Regions from separate parts of the Mus musculus genome. Here regions 1, 3, 4, 5, 6 and 7 are each linked to region 2. The links are chromatin contacts, called in public HiChIP or PLAC-seq, Micro-C and promoter capture Hi-C maps. All regions are on one chromosome and are shown on one strand. The core of a region is the stretch at or near the end of the contact, and the rest is flanking DNA. Distances in the headings are between cores, read along the strand shown. Region 1 holds the start of Mtfr1l (mitochondrial fission regulator 1-like). Region 2 holds the start of Clic4 (chloride intracellular channel 4 (mitochondrial)). Region 3 holds the start of Paqr7 (progestin and adipoQ receptor family member VII). Region 4 holds the start of Srsf10 (serine and arginine-rich splicing factor 10). Region 5 holds the start of Pnrc2 (proline-rich nuclear receptor coactivator 2). Region 6 holds the start of Id3 (inhibitor of DNA binding 3). Region 7 holds the start of Stmn1 (stathmin 1).

Evidence for each region. Promoter capture Hi-C pulls out the DNA fragments that hold promoters and counts their contacts. Hi-C and Micro-C count contacts between places; a contact is called where the count stands out from the background. HiChIP or PLAC-seq counts read pairs in DNA pulled down with a chosen protein or histone mark. Capture Hi-C pulls out chosen DNA fragments and counts their contacts.
Region 1: a promoter capture Hi-C map of liver shows a contact between it and region 2, with 2.7 times the contacts expected there. The contact joins the promoter of Mtfr1l here to the promoter of Clic4 in region 2. A contact is called at or near these places in 1 of 39 promoter capture datasets (stem cell-derived epiblast-like cells), 1 of 115 datasets of contacts at active chromatin or transcription factors (astrocytes) and 1 of 9 other capture datasets (liver).
Region 3: a FOXA1 HiChIP or PLAC-seq map of pancreatic cancer cells shows a contact between it and region 2. The contact joins the promoter of Paqr7 here to the promoter of Clic4 in region 2. A contact is called at or near these places in 2 of 115 datasets of contacts at active chromatin or transcription factors (embryonic stem cells and pancreatic cancer cells).
Region 4: a contact with region 2 is called in an HNF4G HiChIP or PLAC-seq map of pancreatic cancer cells. The contact joins the promoter of Srsf10 here to the promoter of Clic4 in region 2. A contact is called at or near these places in 2 of 484 Hi-C or Micro-C datasets (both in embryonic stem cells) and 3 of 115 datasets of contacts at active chromatin or transcription factors (effector CD8 T cells, embryonic stem cells and pancreatic cancer cells).
Region 5: a promoter capture Hi-C map of liver shows a contact between it and region 2, with 5 times the contacts expected there. The contact joins the promoter of Pnrc2 here to the promoter of Clic4 in region 2. A contact is called at or near these places in 3 of 39 promoter capture datasets (liver and pre-B cells), 1 of 484 Hi-C or Micro-C datasets (CD4 T cells) and 1 of 115 datasets of contacts at active chromatin or transcription factors (effector CD8 T cells).
Region 6: a contact with region 2 is called in a promoter capture Hi-C map of pre-B cells, with 2.5 times the contacts expected there. The contact joins the promoter of Id3 here to the promoter of Clic4 in region 2. A contact is called at or near these places in 1 of 39 promoter capture datasets (pre-B cells), 1 of 115 datasets of contacts at active chromatin or transcription factors (extraembryonic endoderm stem cells) and 1 of 9 other capture datasets (adipose tissue).
Region 7: a contact with region 2 is called in a Micro-C map of embryonic stem cells, with 7 times the contacts expected there. The contact joins the promoter of Stmn1 here to the promoter of Clic4 in region 2. A contact is called at or near these places in 1 of 39 promoter capture datasets (liver), 1 of 484 Hi-C or Micro-C datasets (embryonic stem cells), 1 of 115 datasets of contacts at active chromatin or transcription factors (pancreatic cancer cells) and 1 of 9 other capture datasets (liver).

The regions. Positions count from the first base shown.
Region 1 is chr4:134,533,439-134,536,813 of GRCm38.p6, forward strand. Mtfr1l (mitochondrial fission regulator 1-like) reads right to left here and starts at 1,949. Exons shown (of 7, transcript NM_029759.4): 1 at 1,812-1,949.
Region 2 is chr4:135,271,033-135,274,020 of GRCm38.p6, forward strand. Clic4 (chloride intracellular channel 4 (mitochondrial)) reads right to left here and starts at 1,728. Exons shown (of 6, transcript NM_013885.2): 1 at 1,486-1,728. The coding sequence starts at 1,557.
Region 3 is chr4:134,495,353-134,498,744 of GRCm38.p6, forward strand. It overlaps Paqr7 (progestin and adipoQ receptor family member VII), which reads left to right and starts at 1,409. Exons shown (of 2, transcript NM_027995.3): 1 at 1,409-1,684.
Region 4 is chr4:135,854,457-135,857,755 of GRCm38.p6, forward strand. Srsf10 (serine and arginine-rich splicing factor 10) reads left to right here and starts at 1,615. Exons shown (of 6, transcript NM_001080387.2): 1 at 1,615-1,835. The coding sequence starts at 1,771.
Region 5 is chr4:135,872,279-135,875,337 of GRCm38.p6, forward strand. Pnrc2 (proline-rich nuclear receptor coactivator 2) reads right to left here and starts at 1,568. Exons shown (of 3, transcript NM_026383.3): 1 at 1,396-1,568; 2 at 617-821; 3 at 1-176. The coding sequence starts at 158.
Region 6 is chr4:136,142,092-136,145,246 of GRCm38.p6, forward strand. Id3 (inhibitor of DNA binding 3) reads left to right here and starts at 1,731. Exons shown (of 3, transcript NM_008321.2): 1 at 1,731-2,087; 2 at 2,203-2,285; 3 at 2,789-3,155. The coding sequence starts at 1,788. The coding sequence ends at 2,262. It overlaps Gm42329 (predicted gene, 42329), which reads right to left and starts at 127. Exons shown (of 2, transcript NR_168524.1): 1 at 41-127.
Region 7 is chr4:134,466,461-134,469,813 of GRCm38.p6, forward strand. It overlaps Stmn1 (stathmin 1), which reads left to right and starts at 1,860. Exons shown (of 5, transcript NM_019641.4): 1 at 1,860-1,969.

The sequences.
Region 1 (3,375 bases), core at 699-3,198, 740 kb before region 2:
CTGTACCCTTCACAGCTGCCCTGGCACGGAGGTTCAATTAGTGAGCGTTTATGTCTATTAAACACAAAAATACCCACTAGTGCCAGGCATGCAGATATTTGTGCTTTTAAGGAACTCAAGTCCAATGGGACCTGCAGGACCCGGACACATTTTTCAATGAAAGGCTGGGTCTCATTAAGAGGTAACTACAGCCCAGGGCCCCATGGTGAGTTTGGAGAGACTAGGAAAGTGAAAGTCTTCTAAAGAGGACAGAGCATCCCAAGGGATTGCAAAAGGCAGACCAGAGGTCTTGTGAGAGTCACTGGAGAACCTAGGTCTGGCTCTCAACAGTGAGGAGATGAACTGGATGGTCGGCATCTCTTAAGGGAGAGCTGGAGTTCCTCTTCTGCCTTAGAGAGTTGTCATGAGAGTATACATGGAGAGAGGAAAGAACTTGTCTAGCCAGTCACCAAATGGCTGTTCAGTGGACAGTGTCTAAAGTCTGGTCCAGGTTCTGATATGTGCAGCCATGTTCAAGCCTACAAAGTCCCTGTGTGCCAGACTTCTTGCTAAAGGCCACTTAACTGTGCTACTCCTGCCATTACGCCCTCTCCTGTCCTGCTTCATCTCCAAAGACTCCAACCGAATCTAAACCTCGGGTTTAACAAGCTGCCGGTTCTATTACTCTGGTGTTTAAATCTTTCAACTCTCTTCTAGACTCCACAGTCCTGCCAGCAGGATATACCCCATCTTCCAGCTCTCTTAAGACCAAGCTCTAATACAGTTTGGCAAGTACACGATCTGCGACCATACTCACTCCCTAGTCTTCTGCTGGGGCCATGCTACTACCGGGCTACCAGCTCCCAACACACCTATCTGTGCCCCAGTCTATACCACTGCCTCTGTGGGACCCAACTTATCCAGCTTATCTCAGTCCCTCAGCACCCAGCTCATCCATCACTCTGTCCCTGGCAGCCTGGGGTTCGCAGTTCACTCCGTGGCAGCCTGGATCGCCTTCCGAGGGTGCTCAAAACAGAAATGGAAGTAACCGAACGGCCCATATCCCGGCCTCCGGCAGCCGCTGTAAGCACTTGGCTTGCTTTTAAGAAACCGCTGTAGGCGACACTAACTTGGCTTCGAGGCCCCGCCCCCCGCGTGCCCGCTAGACGCTCTAGCCGGTTCCGCAGCCCCGGCTCTCCCTCCGCACATCGGCGCTGCCGCAGCTCCTTCTGCGCTGGCCGTGCCCGCGTCTTCCCGTGCGGCCACTCTCGGCAGACCCTCTCTGCTCCGAGAGCGCCTCGACCCGGCAGGTCCTGGGCCAGGGAGAAACTTTAGCCCAGCGGTGCCCGGCGGACACCCGGGCAGAGCGCGCGAGGGTCTCACGAGGCGCCGGTGGCCAGCAAGATGCAGCCCCCTGCGCCCTCAACGACGGGTCCCCACCCCCGCGACGGCGACCCGGCCCGGGCCAAGGTCGGCCAAGTTCCTACCGCGCGTCCAGCGGCCCTTGGACCCGCGGGCCGGGCCGGGCCGCTCAGTAGCCTCCAGGCCGGCGTAGGTCCCAGATACGCCGCGCGGCCCGGGGCGTACCGCGCTCCAACGGCTGGGGCGACCCCAACCGCTGGGTGACACGGCCAGCAACTACGCCTGGGGACCAGTGCCCTCACCGAGGGGGGCAGACAGCGGCGACTCCCGCGAGAACTTGCACGGGAACAGGGAACGCGTGCTCCCCTGCGCCGGGACGGAGACGCCGGCGACGGCCCAGGGCGCTCACCGAGCCCGTCTCCTGTGGGACCCCGCATCGGGCTTAGCCCGGACTCCAGCGCCACACTCACCTCAGCCCCTCCTACCCCAGCGGGCGGCCCGGCCTCGAAGTCCCTCACTTCCGCTGACCCGCCTCCGGAAGCAATCATTTGCAGCTGCGCGGCGAGCACCACGCCCAGGAGAGGCGGGCCTAGAGAGGGGCCCGGAATGGACGCGGGCTCTGAGTGGACGGCAGACCGGCCAGGAGGCCACACCCCTCCCCGGGCCACGCCCTCACCCCTCCGGGGGAGGGCACGAAGTCTGTGCGCGCATCCCGCTGGAGTTTTCCTCCCAAGTTTAGTTGCTGCCGTAGGAGTTGCTTCCCGTGTTTAGTGTCAACAAACTTCTGGGAAGCGGTAGTCTGCCAGTGTTGCTGCTCAGCACTGGAAATAGTCCATACTCCTGCTGCAGATCTCCGAATCCTCTCATCTTGGCATTTCAGCCTTTCCTATCTAGTCTGGACCCTCGTCCCATTTCATGCTCCCCCAGATACATCCCCCAGCAAAAATGGCTGCTTTCGCCTTTCAGGCATGCCCTCCAGTGCTTCGGAATAGCTGTCTTCTATTTTAAAGTTCTCTGTCTCACACACGCTCATACACGTACACACGTGTGCAGCATAGTTCAGTCTGTTAATGAGATGGGTGGATTGATGGCACTCGGAGACACCAAAGCTCTCAAGGTCGCTCTTTCTACCGGTCTCCATGGCATCCAGTTAATGGGCATACACTTTCTTCTCTGCACGTGGCTTTGCCTGACTCACCAGTTCTCCCAAAGCCTATAATCCCCACCTGCCAGGGACAAATCTTTTGGATTCGTGGGTGGACAGCTTTGTGCAGTCACAATGGGCATTATGCCCAGACCTGCCTTACTACACCCATACATGCTTTATTTCTCTATTGTTGTCCTCTGGAAATTACAGTTATATGTTGCTGAAGAACGGGTACTCTTTGGGAAACGTGTCCTTAGGTGACTGAGTTACACAAACATTATAGAGTGAGTACGTACACACACCTACAGAATATACTACATCCTAGGTGAATTGGTAAAGCCTATTGCTCCAGGCTACAAAAACCTGCACAGTTGCAACTGTGCTAAATCCCAGGGAAGTTGTATCACAATTGTAGACATTTACTTCTAAACACCGGTAGGGCACATGCCAAGATAGATAGCTGGAATTTCTCAGCTCCTTTTTGATTGTTGGGTATCACTGTCAGATAGTCTATCAGCGACAAAGCCACTGATAGAACCTAGTGGGGAAACCCCCACTCAATTCCCGATTCGGTGTGCACCCAAAAAATCACGAAGGACCATCTTGATGGAATTAAATGAGGTCGTTTAATTACGGAGCTCCGGACCGACATGCATCCCACACAGGAGATAACGGATGTCGGCCACGAGGCTGGAAAGCTAGGGGTTTTTATGGGGTAAGGGGCTTAGGGGTGTGGAATTCAGCATAGCAACACACTATTGGCTTATTCAAACATCAGGAGAAAAATTACATGTACGTGCAGGGTGTCAGAGTTCTGTGAGTTGTTGACTCAGTTCAGATAGCCCTGTTATGTCCTCACATTCCTCTTTATCTTATGGTCAAGATGT
Region 2 (2,988 bases), core at 478-2,977:
TGTAACTTTGCTACTGCTATGAATTGTAATGAAATTGTCTGCATTTTCCAATAGTCTTAGGTGACCCCTGTAAAAAGGCCGTTTGATCTTTCAAAGGGGTCTTGACCCCCAGTTGAGAGCCGATGCTCTAGACCAAAAAAAAAAAAAAGTTCTAAAACCAGCAACTAACAGAAAACACTAAGGCAAACATTGTTACCACCCTGCAGATTTCTGCCTTCCATCTCTGGAACACATCCTTCGATAATTTCCGCTCTTTCAAATTAAAACTAAGAAAGGGCAGACTTTAGTACTGGATGCCTGTTGGACTTCTAGTGTTGCCAGTTTCGACCTAAGCCTGGATATTTAGTGGCTAACAGAACGAACGTCAGGGTTTCCAAGGAGGCTCAGTAAAGCAGGGGACCCAGATGTTTGTTGCGTTAACTTTTCCCTCCTTCGCTACGCCCCAAAAGGGAGAGGCGCGGAGAGCAGTCAGAGAAGCGTTTCTAGGCGAAGAAGGCAGCTCCAGGGTTTACAAACTGAGGAGGGCGAGAGGAATGAACCTTTTTAAGCCCGAGAGAGCGGAGAATTCAGGTTTTCTTTCAAACCAAACGGGCTTGCCTGCCGAGGTGGCAACAGCAAACGAAAGCGGCCAAAAGGTTGCATCATGTGAAAACAGGCGCGCTAGAGAAACAAGAAAACCAGATGGTGGTAAAACACCGGACAGGAAAACCCAAGTCGGGAATCTCTGTATTTTCCGGAAGCCTTGGGGCATCCACCCTTCTTTTCGCTTTTTCTTTTCTTTTCCTTTTTTTTTTTTTTTCTTCTTCTTTGCAGTTAGTTGCCTGGGTTTTGGGTGTGTGTCCGGAGGCTCACATTTGTAACCCAGGCTGGCCTCGAACTCGAGGGACTCCTCAAGCCTCTACTGCTGGGTCATAGCCGAGTCACCACGCCCGCATTAAAAAAATTCTCCCCTCCCCCATGCGGGAGGAGGGCTGGGATGAGGGTCCCTCCTATCCCAGGCTTGCCCTGGGTTTACTAAGCAGCCAAGGCTGGCTCTGAACTCGGGATCTTCCCTAGACCACTTTTCCCAACTGCTGGGTTTACGGCTCCCGGGTCCCTCCTCCCCTTTACTTTATTTAACATTGTATCAAAGTTAAAGTTTCAGTTTCACCCGGGCCAGGCGCTAGCGTTCCAGTAAGTTGGGTGAGCTATCAGCCCCGCGGCCCGAGGCTGGGGCTCGCGGCGGGGTGGGGTCGGACACGGCGAGGAGGGTGACAGTACCCACGCGGCGCAGCTGAGGCGCGTCCCGCCCTGCGGAGTCGCCTCCCTGTCGCCGCGCCCGCAGGGTCCGCCAAGGTCCCGCTGCGAGGCGGGAAGGCGCGGAGCCCAGACAATGGGAATGAGCGCGGGAGGTACGGCGCCGCCTCGGGCTGCGGGGATGCCGCGTGGGGGCGCTTCGGGGTGCGGGGACGTCAGCCCGCGTCGCTCGGGACGGTGAGCGCTCACCTTGACGAAGAGCTCGATGAGGGGCTCTTTGTCCTCCTCCTTCAGCCCGTTCAGGGGCATCGACAGCGCCATGGCCGGTTGGGCTGGGCTCCGCGGACGGCGGCTGCGGCTGTGGCTCCGGGGCTGCTGTGGCTGCGGGTTCCCGCCGCTCGCTCACTCGCTGGCTTGCTCGTTCGCTGGACAGTCCCGGCGTCTGGCTGCCCGTGGCCTCAGATCCTCAGCACCGCCTCACGCCTCGCGCGCGACTCTGAGGGGGTTGCGGTCCCGGCCGCTTCAAACCGCTGGGCGGAGCCCTATGGGCGGGGCGTGGGCGGAGCAGTGGCCAGGATCCTGCAGGGGTGGGGGGGAAATGGGCGGGCCACAGCTGGGGGCGTGGCCTCAGGCGAGGAAGACAGCGGAGCGCTCTAGCTTCCACGGACCGACCACTAGGGAGCCTGGAGGGCGCTGGGGGCGCGGCCTAGGCTGGGCAGCGCGGATTGGCCGGGAGGTCCCCCCGAAGCCACGCCCCTCAGGGGGTGGGCGGGGAAGGTCCCTGGAGCCGGAGCCTGACACCGCCTCTCTCCGCGGCGCAGCTGCTGCTGGTTGGGTGCCAAGTGACCTCATGCGGCGGCCCGCCTCGCGCCCTCTCCCCCGCTGCAGCCGCAGGGACTCATCGTCCCCTCCGGTTCCCGGGGCGGCGGCCTCCTCGGCTACTTCTGTTAGGCGCGGCCGCCTTTTCCTGGAAAACTTTTGCGAAAGTTTTCATGTCCTTAAGAACTTTTTAATCCTTCTGACCGCGGATCTCCTTTCGTGATCCTTCTCTATTTGAAATCAAGATACTCAAAAGTTCTTGTAAAGTCGTCCTGTGTCCCGGGCTCTGAATTAGGCCAAAACGGTGGGACAGCGTCCCGCTCCAGCACAACCCCAGTGCTTGAGGCAGCGCCTGACTCTGAAAACGTTATCCGTGCTGTTTTGCCCCACCTGGACCGATTCCTGTCTTCCGTTCACCTGGAGAAGTTTAATGAGTCACCTGAGTGCCACTCAGCGCGCAGGGGCGAGTACTTTACACCCTGAGGACAGGGGCCTGAGACACGCGGTCTACTGCGGAATTGCCGTCAGTGAATGTCACCTTTGGGAAATTTGCCTTCTGGTTTTCCTTAATCTGCTCATTCTGTGGTACCTCCCAGGCTAGGGTGATGAGTGAGTTGATTAGAAAGGCTAAATTGGGGGATGGAAGCGGGGTGTCATGGTTATCTCACATCCTCTGTGCCTAGTGTGGATCAGAGTGCTTCAACAAATTGGAATGATGTGTAAAAATGCAGTGCAACCTGCAACTACTTTATCCTCACTCAACCCCATCTCCAAGTTGCTAGATTCTGTGAGAAGGATGCTGTGCCCCAGCAATTAGATCCATCAATGCTCCGGAGTAAGGCTGTTTTAAGTTCACAGTTTGGCAGTGGCCTTAAACACCCTAAACCTCGGCCTGATTTGGTGACATATACGTGGCTCTCAGGTGATGGCTCA
Region 3 (3,392 bases), core at 159-2,658, 780 kb before region 2:
AAGAGAGGTCGTCATGGCAACTGCTTGGCTCACCGCTTGCCACAGGCCAAGAACATTACATATAAACCGTGGATTTGAAAACAAACCAAGAGGGGACAGGATGTGGTGGTGTATGCCGGAGACCTCAGCCTCTGCTTCACTTGTGAGCTCCAAGCAGGAGCTGGGTGAGACTCTGCCTTTAAAAACATACAAATGAACAAAAAACATACCACCTCTGACAAAAGCCAAACCAACCGGAAACAAAGAATCAAAGCAGTGAGAGCTTGACCTTCCTGCCAAAAATAGAAGCTGAGTCCGAGGCTTCTTCTAAGTCCTTACTGTTTGTTTTGTTTTGTTTTGTTTTGTTTTGTTTAAGATGGGATGTCTTTGTTTAGCGCTGGCTTTCCTGGAACTAGCTCCATAGAGTAGGCTGGCCCAGAACCCAGAGATCCCTTGCCTCTGCCTCTGGCTCCTGAGTGCTGGGATCAAAGGCGTGTGCCACCGCTGCCACCACTGTCTGCAAAGTCTCTCATTTTTATTCATCCTATCAGGACACAGTCACCATATGTTGCCCAGGCTGCCCTTGAACTCCTGGCTTCAAATAATCCTCCTGCCTCAGTCTCCAGAGTAGTAGGCACGGGATGGCAGGCCTGTCGGCTTGCCCCATGGATTCAGGAAATGTGGGCGTTTGTCTGAATTTGTTGAATGAGAGGCCAGTCTCTCACATACAATTCTCTTAAGATAATATGCTCATCACAGTACAGAGGGAAATTTTGCAGTTTCCAAAGACCTTCATGTCCACCGTTTGACCTAAACACCTTGTCAAGTGGTACTGCCATCTCTATAACACTGAGGCCCAAAAGAGCAAGGTTTGTCCAAGGTCGCAGGGTGAGCTGGGGTAGCAACAGGCTTCAATCCTGTTAATGTGTCAGGGCTCTAGACTCAAAAGCTCAGTAAAGGACAGGGCCCTAGCCTCTACCAATCAGGCCTCTTTACTCAAGACCCGGTCTGGTACTCCATTTTTGTTAGGTATGAACACCACAGAAGGGGCAGGCACATGAGGCACTGTAAGAAAGTATTTATTGGAGGCATACCCTGCCTATAAAAACCCACTGGGCTGTTCACCTTCTCTGCTGGTCCCATACCTGGAAGATGTGACAACCAGGAGTGGTTGTTCTGACAGAGATCTAGACAAATCAGGACAGGGAAAATGTCAGAGATCACGGGATGAGACTTTGATAAGCCAGAGAGCCCAGTTTGGGACGCAGCTCCCCAGGGAGAGCGACATCTGGACTACAGTAGCCCTGTGAGGCATGAGCGGTATGTGCTGAGCTCAAGCTTGCCTCAGAGCTCTTGGGACACTCATCCGACTCTCTTGCAACTATCACAGAGCGAAGCTTGCGCTTTGGGGAAGTGGGTAAACTCTGCAGGAGTCTGCAGCCTCTTATCTGAGCCTAGGTTCTCTGGGCCTTCTATTTTCAGACTGTACTGTGGCCGCAGGAAGTCCCGGGATGCGTCGTGGAGTGACCCCTCCTGCAGTCTGAGCTTGCATAACGCCAGGCGAGAAGCTGCAGACTGGCGGAGGCGGCTGAGCTCCCGGTGCCCAGCGCCGCCCTCCGGGCTTGGGGCGTGGCCGCTACCCCTTTATCTGCGACTCCAGCGCGGGGGACGCAGCAGACAGCTCCTAGCTCTGCTCTGACCACAGGTGAGACTGCTCCTGGAGATCCCGGGGCCGGGCCGGGCTGGGCTGGGCTGGGAGTAGAGAAGTGCTCCCCCGGCACGCGGGTTGGGGGTGTGCTCCTAGCTGCATGCGTGCGGTGCCCAGTGGCGGAAGTGGGCAGGTGGCAGAAGATGGGGCGAGGCCGAAGACAGCAGGACCCTGACAGCCGGACAGTTATGTAGGGGAGCACCTCCCGGTAGGGGTGAGGAGAGGTCACCAAGGGAATTAGCCTCAAGGAGGGGACCGGAAGAAGAAACGTTTGAGGTCACCCCACCCCCGGAGGAGCAGTGGGGGGGTCACTGTAAGGGAGTGGGGAGAGCAGAAGGATTATGGGAGGACCAGAGGTAGCATGCCATGGAGAAGGAGGACCAGGGCTGGAGTAAAGCCTATGAGCTTGTGGCTTGTGGAATGGGGAGAATAATTCAGTGTCGTCTGCAGAAGTTAGGCATGGGAGACAGCCTGTGCAGCAGGATCACACCCTGGGCAGGAACAACCAACCTCACAGGCTATGTGCTGCATTCTAGGAGCGAGGTTATAATGGGACAAGAAGGAGCAGGGGTGGAAGTGTGTGTGTGTGTGTGTGTGTGTGTGTGTGTGTGTGTGTGTGTGTGTGTGTGTGTGGTATGTTTTGCAGATCCTTGTGGGGGAACCCCCAAGGAAAGCTTTAGAGAGGTGGGAGGGCTACCAGGCCAGAATATTGGATCCCTTCCCTAGCGTCAGGAAAGCCAGATTGCCCTAGATAGGAAAAGAGACAAGGCCCCACCACCACCCTCAGCCTTAACCTGGGGGATTTCCTCCTAGCAGCCCCTGAAGCCCCTTAGGCTGCCTCAGGCTATGCACTGAGAGGAGGCTTGGTGGATTCCCCAAGCTGACTGTTCTTGTTGGGTACCCGGGGACACCATGATGAAGATCTTCCCTTTCAGGGTACTCCTTGGAACCGTGGGAGTGTCTGAACTTTGGGGGAAAATGTCCTTAACATTTCCATTCTGATCACGTTACTGAGTACAAATGGAGACCCACAATGCAGTGTGAAACACCAATAGTTTCTTGTTCAGTCCTGGAAGACGCGGAGGTAGCCTTTTCTTTAAATTGGTTGAGCTGAATTGGAGAATTGGTTTGCAAAGGGGGAGGCGACCTGGTTGCTGAGAGACCCGAAAGCCTGCCAGAGCTTGTCCCGTCTACGTTTACCCACACTGGGTGCCCAGAAGTTGCCTGGAGCCTTGCTTCTGGAGTTAGTTTTAGACAAATGTCGGCATTATCGTTCCTCTGGGCCTGGATCACCAGATGCAATGGGGGTGGAAGTTATGCAGAAACATGGGAAAGTAGCTACTGTAGGTGACTGATGGAGCCTCTAAGCAATGCCACTTGGGGTCCTCCATGGCTTGTCTTTCCCTCAGGACCCCTCTGGAGGTTTTGCCTCCCAGTCACAATATGAACTCTGACTATACTTCTTACTGCTATTCTTTTATCTTTTGTAGATAGGAGTCTTGGCAGCTTTCCCACATGGGCCTTGAACGCCTGAGTTCAAGTGATTTTTCCTTCTGTCTCCAAGTGACTATTAACTTAATTTTGATGCAGGATCTTCGTATGTAGGCCAGGCTGGCTTCAGGTAGCCCTCCCACCTCAGCTCCAAATTGCTAGGGCCATTTCTCTCTCTCTCTCTCTCTCTCTCTCTCTCTCTCTCTCTCTCTCT
Region 4 (3,299 bases), core at 365-2,864, 580 kb after region 2:
CTGTGAGCCACCTACATTGGAACTGAACTCAGGTCCGTGCTCTGGAAGAGCAGCGCGTGCTCTTAACCGCTGAGCCACCTCTCTAGTCGCTTTCGAACAAAAAGATTTGCAGCAACTTATTCCCCCACCCAGATGACCAAATTATAATTTAAATCAATTATACCATCTTGCAATAAAGCAAAGATTCAAACAAAATACTGAAGACGCATTCCCAGCGGGCAGTACTTTCCTGAAGGCCTTCGGTACAGCCTCCTTCACACCACTCCTTTGGCAGAGCTGCTGTTTGGTAAATTGCACAACGTGCCCAAAAGCCTGGTGGTCAAGGGGTGTTGGACTTCTTGCTTTTCTTCTTGGTCATACTCTCATTCTCTCCGCAGTCCTCATGTTTACCAGAGACTGTGTGATGTATGTGAGGGAAGTGATGTGTGCATCTTCTCACTCATAAGTTTGAACTCCGTAGATATTAACGCATATAAGCCATATTTAAAAACAGGGCGCTGGGCAGTGGTGGCGCACGCCTTTGATCCCAGCACTTGGGAGGCACAGGCAGGTGGATTTCTGAGTTCGAGGCCAGCCTGGTCTACAAAGTGAGTTCCAGGACAGCCAGGGCTGTACAGAGAAACCCTGTCTCGAAAAGCAAGCAAACAAACAAACAAACAAAAAACCACACACACAAAAACAATAATAAAAATCTAAGTGTATTGCCCACTTGTGTATGGGTGCCCTAGGAGGCCAAAGAGGGAACTAGTAACAAAGCACTGAGCCCGCTCCCTCAACGTGGGGAATAGAGGGGAGGAGGCGCTAGAGAGAGGGAGGGGAGGGAGAAGAGAGGAGAAAAAAGGAGAGGGAGAAAAGCAAACCAGCTAGCCAAGGTTTTTTTGTAGCTGGGGAGTCCCATGATGAGGACTGAAAGTTGGAGGGGGACTGGAGCAAGAGGGGGACGATGGGCCGGGGTGAGTGGGCAGTGTCTGTCTTAGGGTGCAGGCAGGTCTGTGGGAAGAAACTTGGCTAGCAAATCCAAGGACCTAGATTGGATCCCCAGAAAACAACAAAGAGACAAACACCACCTCTTCAAGGCTGGAAAAGGGGTTCAGGCACCTTGCATGTGAGCAACAGAGACAAGGACAGCAGGGCCCGGGTCTCACGGGGAGGGAATTGCGTGCCTAGGTGACGCGGATGTGCAGCAAAGGCAGAGAGTTGCACGCACGGCACGCCGAAAGCTCTGCCCCTCCCCCAAACCCCACAAAGAATCTCTAAGTTCCTCTCTCTGGCCAGAGATCTGATAAGAAGCCCAGGCGCAACTCCGAACAGCGGATTCCGGAGCAGCCTCTAGCTGGCTCCGAGGCTCCCGAGCCCGGTCATGGTAGTTTAACCCGAGCGCTCGCCGAGAGGAGGAGGGATGGCGGGCTCGGCCGGGCGGGAAAGGGCGGGAAAGCGCAGCGCTAAAGAAAGAAAGAGGGGGAGGGGAGGAGCCCGCGCCTGGAGCCAATGAACGGCAGCGAGGCCGCGGTGCGCGCGTCAGGCCGGCGGCGCGCGCACGCCCAGAGATCTCGCGGGAAAAAGCCGTTGTCCCCCTCCGCCGGTGCTGCGGGGCGGGAGGTGGGAGGGGGCCTGGAGGCGGGAGCCAAGTCTCGCGAGAAGAGGCAGTTGCCGTAGCGGAGCCCTCTGGGTCTGTGCGAGTGTGGTGTGAGTGGATGTGAGCCGCCGCCGGAGCTGCGGACGGTTTGCCCGAGCCCGTTAGCGCCGCCGGCCCAGAGTCCCGCCGCCACCATGTCCCGATACCTGCGCCCCCCTAACACGTCTCTGTTCGTCAGGAACGTGGCGGACGACACCAGGTGAGCGCACCGGAGCAGCTACTGCGCGGGGGAGGGAGGCCGCGGGCGCCCGGCGAGCGGCGGCCGTGGCGCGGGGGAGGGGCGGGGCGAAGATGGCGGGGCCCGCGCCGGCTCTAGGCCGCGCCGCCGGCCTGCAGGAGCAAGGGCGGACACCGGGCCGAGCGCTGGCGAGCGAGCAGGCGTGAGGGCCGCGTGGCGGGCATTCGGGGGCCCCGTCCTCCCCCGCGTGCTCGGCGGCTGGGCCGAGCCGGCGGGCCGGACGTGTGTGTCCCTCATGGATCCGACGTCCACGTTCCATGAGGTGCACGCCCCCCTCGGCCTGAAAGGGATTTTTGTTGTTGAAAACGGGAAAAGGGTTGCCAGGCGGGGCGGCCCAGGCCAGCACTCGGGGAAGCCGAGGCGGGAGGATCGGCGCGAGTCGGAGGTCAGCTCGGGCTACGAAGTCAGAAGATGGAAAAGATGCGAGTGGGATAACGGGATAGCGGAGGGGAGGGTTTGCAGCTCCATCTCCCCCATCTGTGTGGATGGTGATGAGTGGATTCGAGATTGCTGTGGGGGAGAGGAGTCGTGGAGATTGGGGCGAGTGTAACAATTTTTCGGTTAAATGGAGTGATCCACGTGTTTTCGCGGAAATCTCTTTGAAAACGAGGTGCTGGAGAGACCGCTCCCGTTAGGGACCTTCGTGATTAACTTGGGTGAACGGAGGCGGTACTTTTAATAAAAGTCCGCCTTGTCTCCGGGCGTAGCCCCAGCACTCAGAAGACGGGTCTGGGAGTTCGAGTCTCGCCTGGTAAAGGGCTTTGTTTTCACAGCTTGTCCTTTGCTTTGAATTGCCTTCGGAATTTTTCAGAAGAGATTTTTATCACAGGATTACTCTTCGTGTTCGTACAAAATAAACTCCGAAGAAAAACTGAGGTTTTGGGTTTTTCTTGTTTTGTGGAGTTTTGTATCCTCTTTGTCATTACGCATAAAACAAAAGTGGTTAATTAACGACTTAAAAATTTTTCCATTTTGTCGTTTTAATACTTAAGTATGAAGTATGTAGATACTGTGATGGTTTTATTTCAGATTTTTAATGGCTGACCCTGTTGAACAATTTTAGCGTAAGCGGGGATGTGATGGGAATGCTTAATGCTGGAAATTGGGTTCCAAACCAACTTGACTAGAATGAGACCTGCCTTAAAACAAATATACAATACTTTTCAGAATGCTAGAATATTTGATGATTGTTTTTGCCATTTATTCGTTTTTTTTTAAAGACAGTTTCTTTGTAGCCTTGGCTGACCTGGAACTTGCTCTGTAGACAGGTTAGCAAAAATCCTCCTGCCTTTGCCTCCCAGAGTGCTGAGAATAAAGGTGTTCACCACCAGCAGCAGTCTTTCAGTTTTTAAAAAAGTTGAAGACATGCCCTTTATGAACAGTGAAGACCCGGGTTTGTTTGTTTTGGTTTTTCGAGACAGTTTC
Region 5 (3,059 bases), core at 318-2,817, 600 kb after region 2:
GCTGGATTGTACCCATGTCCTCGTTCCTTTTTCTTATGAGCAATCTTCGTCTGGGAAGAATTCTGATCCTTGCTCTTCTGTCTATTTTGCTGTTCTTGGTTCTTACTAGCATTTCTAGATTGAGGGTCTGGAATGTTATACCTCTCTCCGCCACCCATCTTCAGCTTCTTTGTCACCTGTAAGTAAATACATGTAAACAATAAATTCCACATGTTCCTTGTGATGTTTCCATAGTTCCAGTTCTAGAAGTGTTGAAGAAAATATGACAAGATGGCATTAGGCTCGACTTCAAAACCATCTACCTCAAAAAACTAAAGTCGTGAGCTAGATACCAGTTTGTGAAATTGAAAGAAGAAAAAAATTAAAGCAAGCTCTTCTTTCATTCTTTGTACAAGCTAAAAGAAATAACCCCACACACCGAAAGCCACCCGTGGCTGGTGGGGTCTCCTATACCAGACTGGCCTCCAACTTTAAGCAGTCTTGCCCCAAACTCTGGAGTGCTGGAATTACAGGCACATAATACTGCAGCATCGCCATGCATGGCCGCTGACCTTAATAGTTTAGAATTGCTTCACTCCTAAGATAATTGGCCCCACTGTGATGGGAATCTTTATACCTTTCAGTTTGCTTTTCAGATTGAAGGATTTCCACTACTTGTCCTCTTCCTTGCTGCCAAGCCCAGGATAAGAGACGTTGCTTTCTGCTAGATCCTTTCCTTTGTCTCAGTACACAAGTTTTCATGAGCCAGTCTGCTGATTTCAGCCTAGGAGCTGAGGTCCACATCGAGTCTCCTCAGCACACAAGTTTGAGAGAAGTCCTAGCTAGAAAAGGAAAGAGAATTACTTGAAAATAACCCCAAAAAGTGATCTTTTAGACATTCTACAGAAATGGCTGTCGCTGCTTCCTCAAAGCTTCATAGATGATGTATGAGACCACGACTTTCTTTGACCTCATAAATATCAGCTTACAACTCTTGGGGGCTTACCTGCAACTCTTACCCGTTTTAAAGTGAAACTAGGACCCGCACAGCCATTTCCACATCAAGGTTCTGTTCCCAACAGCGCGCATCGTGATTTCGCCTATGACTCCGGTAACGGGTGCCATAATTTTTCACAAACCATAATAACCTTACATTCCTAAAGATCACGCCTCTAAGGGGAAAGGTTTCTCTGTTCTAATTAGCAAACACCCTCACAAGGCTGAGAAGCCTCCGACTTTGTAAGTCAGAAGGCCCGCACTCGCAGTCACCCGCACAGTGAACCTGCAAGCTCGCAGCCTCAGCCCGCGGCTCCGCTCCCAGGGAGTCGGTCGCACCCGACCGGCCTCACTTCCTCTTCAGCCAGGCCCAACAATGGTGCCCGCGATGGCCAACATGGCCGCCCCCGCCACACTCACCGACTTCGAGCGGCGGCGGCGGCGGCTCCCTCTCGACCTCCAAGCCTCCTTCCCTCTACAGGGAGAAACGATGCACGGATCTAACAGCCCACGAACGAGTCACGGATCACAACTCCGTCTGGGGACCAACCTCCTACTGCCTTTCCCGACAAAATGGAGGCCGCTGCAAGCGCGGAAGAGGACCGGAGACTGTGCAGCCAATGAGGACGCGGCAGCGCGTCCCGCGGCCAATGAGACGCCAGCCACCGCCTGTTGCTGGGGCACGCGGGGGGGGGGGGGAGTGCGGGGTGGCTGTTGTCATGGTTTGAAATCCTGCGGGAGGAGCATGTCGGGAATAACTGGCCCGCTTCGGGAGCCGCGCTGCTGGACTTTCCCCGGCTGGCGGAGGGCAGCTGCTCTTCTGCTGGCCTCTGGCAGCGGGGCCCGTACTTTACTTCCGTGACCAGACCTCTGCGCGGCGCCCGTCTTTGTTCCTGGCCCTTTCTGTCCTGCGGTCACTGGGCCAGCCCCAGAGCTGCCGTGGGTCATATTCACCCCACCCAGAGCCCGGCAACTATTTCTGCACATGACCACCTTCCTTTTTTATGTCTCCTCTGATCTAGCTTCACTTTTTTCTCGGTACCTGAGACTGTCACTACTATCAGGGCCTGCTTTTTCTATACACAGCACTTGCTGGATCCCTACACATTTTTTGGTCTTGTTTCGAAAGTGGGAAAACTAGAGAAAAGAAATATACCGCTCAAGAATGACAGCAAGGTTCGGGAAAGAAAGGAGAGATATCTTTTGTTTAAGAGAAAAAGAAAAACGTGTATCCTAGAGTCAACATTTCAAGGGTGAACACCAATTTCAGTGAATAATTCTGGGGGTAAATGTGCCAGGTGTCTTGCCTCATTCAGGCCTGTAATCACAGCTTCTCAGTTTTGAGGTCAGTTTGGAGTACATAGCAAAACCCCCATCTCAGCAAAACAAAAACGTTTCATTGGCTCCAAATTGTGATGCAAATAAGACACACACACTCACACATCTATCTATATAGCCATTGCTGTCCAGAATTAAGTTGGTCCAGAATTCTGCAAGCCTGTCCAAATGCATCTAGGGTGTTTTATCTGCTCCCTACCTCATGCTAGACTTTTGCTTATGTCATCTCATTCCAGTCTCAGCAATTTTAAGGGCAAGGTGCTATTCTGATTTCCAGTGTTCTTGGATTCAGGACATCTCAGTGGTGCCACACTTCAAAGCATAATGCTACAGTGAGTTTCAAGAGCCTGGGCTCATGTGCCCTTCTTCTCTGTGCCTAAAAGGTGCTTGACATAGAGGACACCATTACCCACATTGTCGGAAAGCTTGGGTGCCATGAAGCCTGCCTGTGTCCTGCCACCTGGCTGAGCCTGCTCTCTCCTACAAGGTCAGCGTCAGGCTGCCCTTTGGGAGAGCATGGTTCCGGCATTCACCATGTCTTAGCACTGTCTCTAGCTCATTAATAGCTACCAGTCCACAAGAGCTCCAAACTCTGGACCATGTGTAAAAAAGAATTCCTTCTTCGAAATATCACCGTCTGCCTGTCTGATTTTGTTTGGTTTGTGCATCGCATGCTTGCAGTGTCCTGGGAGGCCAAAAGAGGGTGACAGGTCCTCCGTAAGCCCTTACAGAGAGGCCTGCCTCTT
Region 6 (3,155 bases), core at 481-2,980, 870 kb after region 2:
TGGTATGATGGAAAAGAATGAGGCTCCGAGACTGGCTTACCTGTGATGTGATACAGGACTCGTTTTATATGCCCTGTCCCCGGCCCTGTGCTGGTCCACACTCCTTGTCCAACTGTCACACAAGCATCTGGTGTTCTGAGTCAGAAAGTATTTATAACAATCCCTCAGTGCCCTTTCTCTCTGTCTGTCTCCTCATACAGCTGATCAAAGCCGTGGTATCTGGGTTTGCTCAAGATTATGTGTCGATAACCAGTAAATAGCAGAGCTGTCCGGATTGAACCCAGGGCTTTGGCTCCCTAGACCGATGTCCTTCCAATTATTGGAACTGTCCCAGCTCAGAGGTCCCATTGTCCTGTTGATCAGTGCCACACACTACTGAACACTTAATTGTTTCCTGTGTTAATCTTGTCCCCAGACATTGTGAGATTCTTGAGAGCAGGAGCCTCTGTTTCATGTGAAGCAACTCCATAAATATTTACCAGGCTGATTGATTAAGAAAGCAATCTCGTGGCTGCAAAACCCCACCTGTTCTCTCCCAAGATGGAAACCAGAATTTTGGAACTGCTGAGGCTTCGGGGTCTGGGAAGCAGAGCCAGGCAAAGAATAGAGTGCACTGTCCTTTTGCAATATGGGATTGCCTGCCTGCTGGCTGCTCTCCTGCTCTCTCAGATGGGTGGCTGGGGCTACTTCAGCAGGACGAGGAATAATCATGTCCAGGTGGCTGCCCTTCCACAACAGAAAGGGACAGACAACGCGGCGATGAAATTGTTATTGTTTTCTACAGAGTGTGCAAAGTGTGCAAAGGGAGGGAGGCTGTGCAGAACGAGGAAGCAAACGCTAGACAGCTGACCCATTTGGTTCTATGTATGCCCGTGGAGGGGACCTTCTAAAAGGGTTTATGCAGCAAGCACCCCCATATTTGAAACCTTGTCCAAAATCCTAATCAAATTCACTTCCAAAGCACAACCGGGCATACATTTAGTTCCTAAAGGAGTTCTCGGTGGAAACGGTCCATGCTTTTTCTTTCTCCGTGGAAAAGGACTGGGTCCAGACTGCTCTTATCCTCTTTCCCCTGGTGCTCAAATAAATAGTGTTCTCTGCTTAGACCTCCCTTTCCCTCCTTCTTCTGCAATCTCAGCGCCTAGCCCAAATCTGTTTTCTTCATTGTAACCTCAGCTTCACCGCAATTAATTTTTTCCCCCTCTGGTCACAAGATAATTCCTGACGCCAGTGAGTCTGGAGGTCAGACGAGCAGCAAATTGGGGAACAAGGCGGCACTAATTCCTTACAAGTTTCCCTTGAAAATTCTTGAGAGAGAGAGGAGAGAGAGATCTTTAGTTGTTCAAGGGATTTATGACCTCAGAGCTGTGGGTTCGAACCAGTATTGGGGGGAGGGGACCTCAGAGAACTTGGGCGCCTCCAGAAAAGGCATATTCTTAAAAGTTAATGGTTTTAAGTGATTTTTTTTTTTTTTTCAAATCTGTGCTGGCTCAAGAGCCCCGCCTCTCCTCGGTATCAGCGCTTCCTCATTCCTCGCATCCGAGGCTCCGCTGTCCTCGGCGTCAGACCAGCCTAAGGAAGCCTGTTAGCAATTTAAACCCACTGTGAACGCCCAGGACCGGGGAGGCGGTGCCCAGGGCGGGCGGGGGTGGACCCTTGGCGGTCTGTTTTGAATAAGGGGGTGTGTCCTAGAGAGGACTCTATAAGAGTCGGCCGCTGCAGGCGTGCGCGCACTGTTTGCTGCTTTAGGTGTCTCTTTTCCTCCCTCTCTATCTCTACTCTCCAACATGAAGGCGCTGAGCCCGGTGCGCGGCTGCTACGAGGCGGTGTGCTGCCTGTCGGAACGTAGCCTGGCCATTGCGCGAGGCCGCGGTAAGAGCCCGTCGACCGAGGAGCCTCTTAGCCTCTTGGACGACATGAACCACTGCTACTCGCGCCTGCGGGAACTGGTGCCGGGAGTCCCGCGAGGCACTCAGCTTAGCCAGGTGGAAATCCTGCAGCGTGTCATAGACTACATCCTCGACCTTCAGGTGGTCCTGGCAGAGCCGGCGCCTGGACCCCCGGACGGTCCGCATCTCCCGATCCAGGTGCGAGAGGGAGCCAGACCAGGCTGCTCTGAGCGTGCGGGCAGGGATGCTGCGGGTCTTCCCTATCGCGTCCCCGAGTCCCTTGGCTAACTCGTCTCCTAACCTTCTTTCACAGACAGCTGAGCTCACTCCGGAACTTGTGATCTCCAAGGACAAGAGGAGCTTTTGCCACTGACCCGGTCGTCCTGGCACCTCCCGGTAAGCTTTCTCCTGGCGCGGGCGAGGAGGGAGGCTTGCATGGGAAATCCTGCCTTTGACAGAACATTGTAAGGCTTAGGGTTCAGTCGGTTTAGGGAAAAAGCCAAGCCACTGAAAGGCAAAAGCCTTATCTATAATCAGTTAGAATAAACGACAGAACCTATGTCAATATCACGTGCATTCCTTAGACACGCTGTCCCTTCTCATCCCGGGTGGCCAGAGCCCAGGGCAAGTGGGCGCGCGGGTCGCACCAAATGAGCCTTGGAGTAAAGGAAGCCCTCCCCCCTTTCCACTAGTGTTATTTCTAAGCGGGAGGGGGAGTGGTGACTCCGCCTGTGGTCCTTTGGCGCCAACTGGGTGGAGGCAGTGTGGGGAGCGGAGTTATCAGCTGGAGGTAGAGACCGAGTTTCCTCCCTGGCGCCGGCCAGTCTGCGGCATCCTCCGCCTGGGCGCGCTCGGCGGAAACTGACGGCTCCCTCGCTCTTCTCTCCTCCCCCGCCCAGAACGCAGGTGCTGGCGCCCGTTCCGCTTGGGACCCTGGGACTCTGGGACCCTCTCTCCAGCCGGAAGCCTGAGGGCATGGATGAGCTTCGATCTTAACCCAGCCCTCTTCACTTACCCTGAACTCAACGCCTCGAGGCTGGACCTGGAGCCCGAGAGAAGGACTGAACTTGGGTGGCCTGAAGAGCTAGCACACGCTGGTCAGCAGCTGGGCAACGTCACTCTGTCCCCACCCTGACTCAAGTCTAAAAGACTGGCTTTTCCGAGAATGGGGTGTCGAGAGGGTGTGGGGGGATGCGAGTGGCTGCCCTGCGCACTCTGCCAAGGCAGCATAAGAGCTGTTCTTCTGGTTTCCTTGGAGAAAAGCTC
Region 7 (3,353 bases), core at 610-3,109, 800 kb before region 2:
AAATCCAGAAGCCAAAGGGTATCGCTAAAAAAGATGAAAAAAAAAAAAACCTACATGAGTTCTAACATCTACTCCATTCTTAGCTGTGGTTTCCATGGAAATAGACATCTGCTCTAGGGAGAAAGGTGTGTGTGGGGGTGGGGTGGGATGATATAAATGCTTCAAAATAATCAGTGTTTTGAGAGATTAATTCTCCTCTGTCACAACATTAATAGAAATATGAGACTTTTGCGTGGCATATCTTGTATTTGAAAAAAAAATGTATCACATGGGTGGGATCTTGCACACACATCTCCAAATCCAATACAAAGACTTCAAGACAAAGTGCTGGTTCAGAAGTTCCCGAACCTCGTGGCTATGGAGGTCTCTGCACATTTGTGTTCCCCCAGCTTCTCAGTTTTCAGAAAGGTCTAATCCTCGTTCCTGTCCAGTTCTAAAAATGACTTCAGGGATCCATTCTGAAAGTTGAAGCATCAGGCCATTGTGAGACTGCGTTCTGAGAGGGAAAAGCCTTCCACTGCGCAGAACTGGCTCCTGTTGTTCACATGCTAAGCAAGAACCACTTAGACTGGCTGGGGCGGGGGCAGAGGGAGACTGACCCCACGCAAGGGCAATTGCTGGAAAATATGCCTCTATAAGCATATTCCAGACAACTGTACTTTGCCAATTGCTTGCTTTGTACGTTGTCTGCACAATACAGTTTTCACTGTCCTGTATGCCTATTGTATTTTATCTCGGGTGCTTCCCTCTTGGTTAAGCAGATGTAGGATTGTTTTAAAATTAGGATTGTTTCCACAGAAGCTGTTGTATGTATGGGTTGGCTTTTGAGAGACCAAATCCATTAATAAAATGGTAAACCCAATGAAGAGTTTCTGAGCAGGTGCTTTGGGGAAATGACCACCTCGTGGGGACACAGCTTTGGTCAGCAGAGAGAAGAGGTTCTTAGACAGACAGGGTCACGCTAATTTCCTTTGTGTCTCTGCTATAGTTTTGCTTTATCCCGGCCAGAGGGAACCGTGACCTTGTGGCTCCTTTTGTTTACATTCTCAAAGTGAGCCCAGCCCCGCTCTAGGGAGCACGTGCTTTCAGAACAAAAGGAGCAAAGTGTATCTAGAACTGCCATCGCTCTTCCCTTCCCTTTCCTGTCACCGCAAGGCTTTAGCAGTCCAGATGGAGTCTGCCTTTAAGCTTAGTGGCTTTGTTAAACCCAAGATCAGATTCCAGAGCCTCCCGCTGTCCTGCCTAGATCCCAGTGTTTCCAGCTCGGGAGGCTGAAGGGTAGAATGCAAGTGGCCAAGGGAAGAACCACGCCCGTAATCTGCCAGTAGGAAATGGGTTAGGGACTGCGTTGTTGCGCTACAGGTGACAAGCTGCCGTGTGTCCGTGATAGGACACCGAGGGTAGAGGATCGTGCAGGGGCGTGGAGTGGCACTATCTTGTCACAGGGTTTCGGGCGTTTTAGGCGACCGGGAGGGGTATGGCATCAAAAGGGATATTGCTTAGGGAGCCAAATAAACTCCTATGGCTGGGTAGAGGTAGAGTCCAGTCGGTCGAGGTCTAAAAGAAGTAGGTTAGGACCGACCCCTCCCCTGCTCCTCACCTCGCCCTGCAGTTTTCCTAAAGAGAGTCCCATAACCGATTCAGTCCTGCGGCCGCAGCCAAATGCTCTTCCGATCAGAGACACCCCACCCACCCACGCTAGTCCCGGCTAACACCTAGAGAGACCCCCCACCAGGAGTGCCCCACCCCTAGCATTGTCCTCCTGCCCCCCTGGCCCGGACTACAATTCCCGAAATGCTTCTCTCCAGAGAGGCGGTGCTCTCCAGGCTTCGGGGCGGGACTGGCACGTGCCGTCACCCGCAGCCAATGCGGAGCGCCTGGTCTGGGTCACGTGCCGCTGTTTGGCGCTTTTGTGCGCGCCCAGGTCTGTTGGTGCTCAGAGTGTGGCCAGGCGGCTCGGACCGAGCAGGTGGGTGCAGGCTTGGCTTAGGCGGAGGCTACGGCGGGCTGGGGAGCAGCCGGGAACGCGGCGGGTCCCCCAGCCGGGCACAGGAGATGGGCGGAGACCCCGAGCCCCAGCGGGTGGGGGGCGTTGGTCTTTTGTGTGGAGCTCGGGCGGAGCCTTGGCTTTTGTCCCTATTCCCTGGAGATGCGGGCTGGAGGGGAGGGGGCGCGGCCAGCGCTGGGCTTTAGCCCGGGTGCGAGCGTGGAGACAATAGGAGGCGTGAGCCGTCCTCTGCATCTACCGCCCGGCGGGCGCGGCTGTTCGGGGGGTCCCCATTGTCTGAAGGAGAGCGAGGCTGGGGGCGCTCGTGCTGCTGAGGGGCGGCGCCCGCCCGGTCTCCCGGGGCTTCGGGGCGGTGGTCCCGGACAGCTCTGGGCACTCCGTCAGTGGGTGAAGGCCGTGCGACCGAGCCCTCTACAGCCACCCCAGGGCTGCGTGTCCGCGAGGTGTTTTTGGCGGGAGTTGGGGGGCAGACGGCCGCGCGCTGCCAGCCCGAGAGGGGCGGGGCCACCCCGGAGGACCGTTGGCCCCGCCCATTCTGTCGCTGCCCACGCGCGCGGGCTCCCGAGCGTGGAGAGGTTCGCGGAGATTCGAAAAGGCGCGGGGAGCCGAGGGGCGGGGCCAGGGGCCGGAGCGTAGGGCGTGTTCTGATTGGCCCGGGCCGCCAGCCTGCCCGCCTGGGCCAGGACCACGCCCATGCTGTGTAGTCTGCTGCGTTGGGTGCTCTGCTACAGATAAATGCATTTTTTTTCGTTGCTTCGTTTTTGCAGTGTCTAGTGTTTGGAACCTTTAGTCATACGCTTCGGGGCTAAAAGAATGGTGATCTTTTTAAAAAAAATACTCGAGAACTGTTGAAAAAAATGTTTGCGACATAAGGCATCAAATGTGACAAACCTCAGGCGGGTGTGGTGGCGCTTGTCTGTAATCTCAACACTCAGAAGCTGCCCCCCCCCCCCGCCCATGTATGCATCGAACATGGAACCCAGGGCTTTGCAAATGTTAAGTGTTAACCCAGTGGGCTAAACCCCACCCCTCTACCCTGAGGAGGCTGAGGCAAGAGGATTGTAATTTTACAGCCAGCCTGGATTAAGTAGACCCTGCCCTCAAAAGAAACCTAGAGGTTCATACAACTTCATTTTCTCACTGTGAGGCTAGTAGCTTAAACCCTAGGAACAATAGGACTTGAATATCATTGGCTGCCAGCTTGGGTGTTATTCACCGTGGCAGACACAGACAAAGCAGGGGTGGGTATTTCAATTGCACAATGAGTTGTAGACAGAATTAAGATGGCTCCGATCTCATTGTTGGGTTGAATCTGGAATATCTTATGTTGGGCAGGACAAAAACA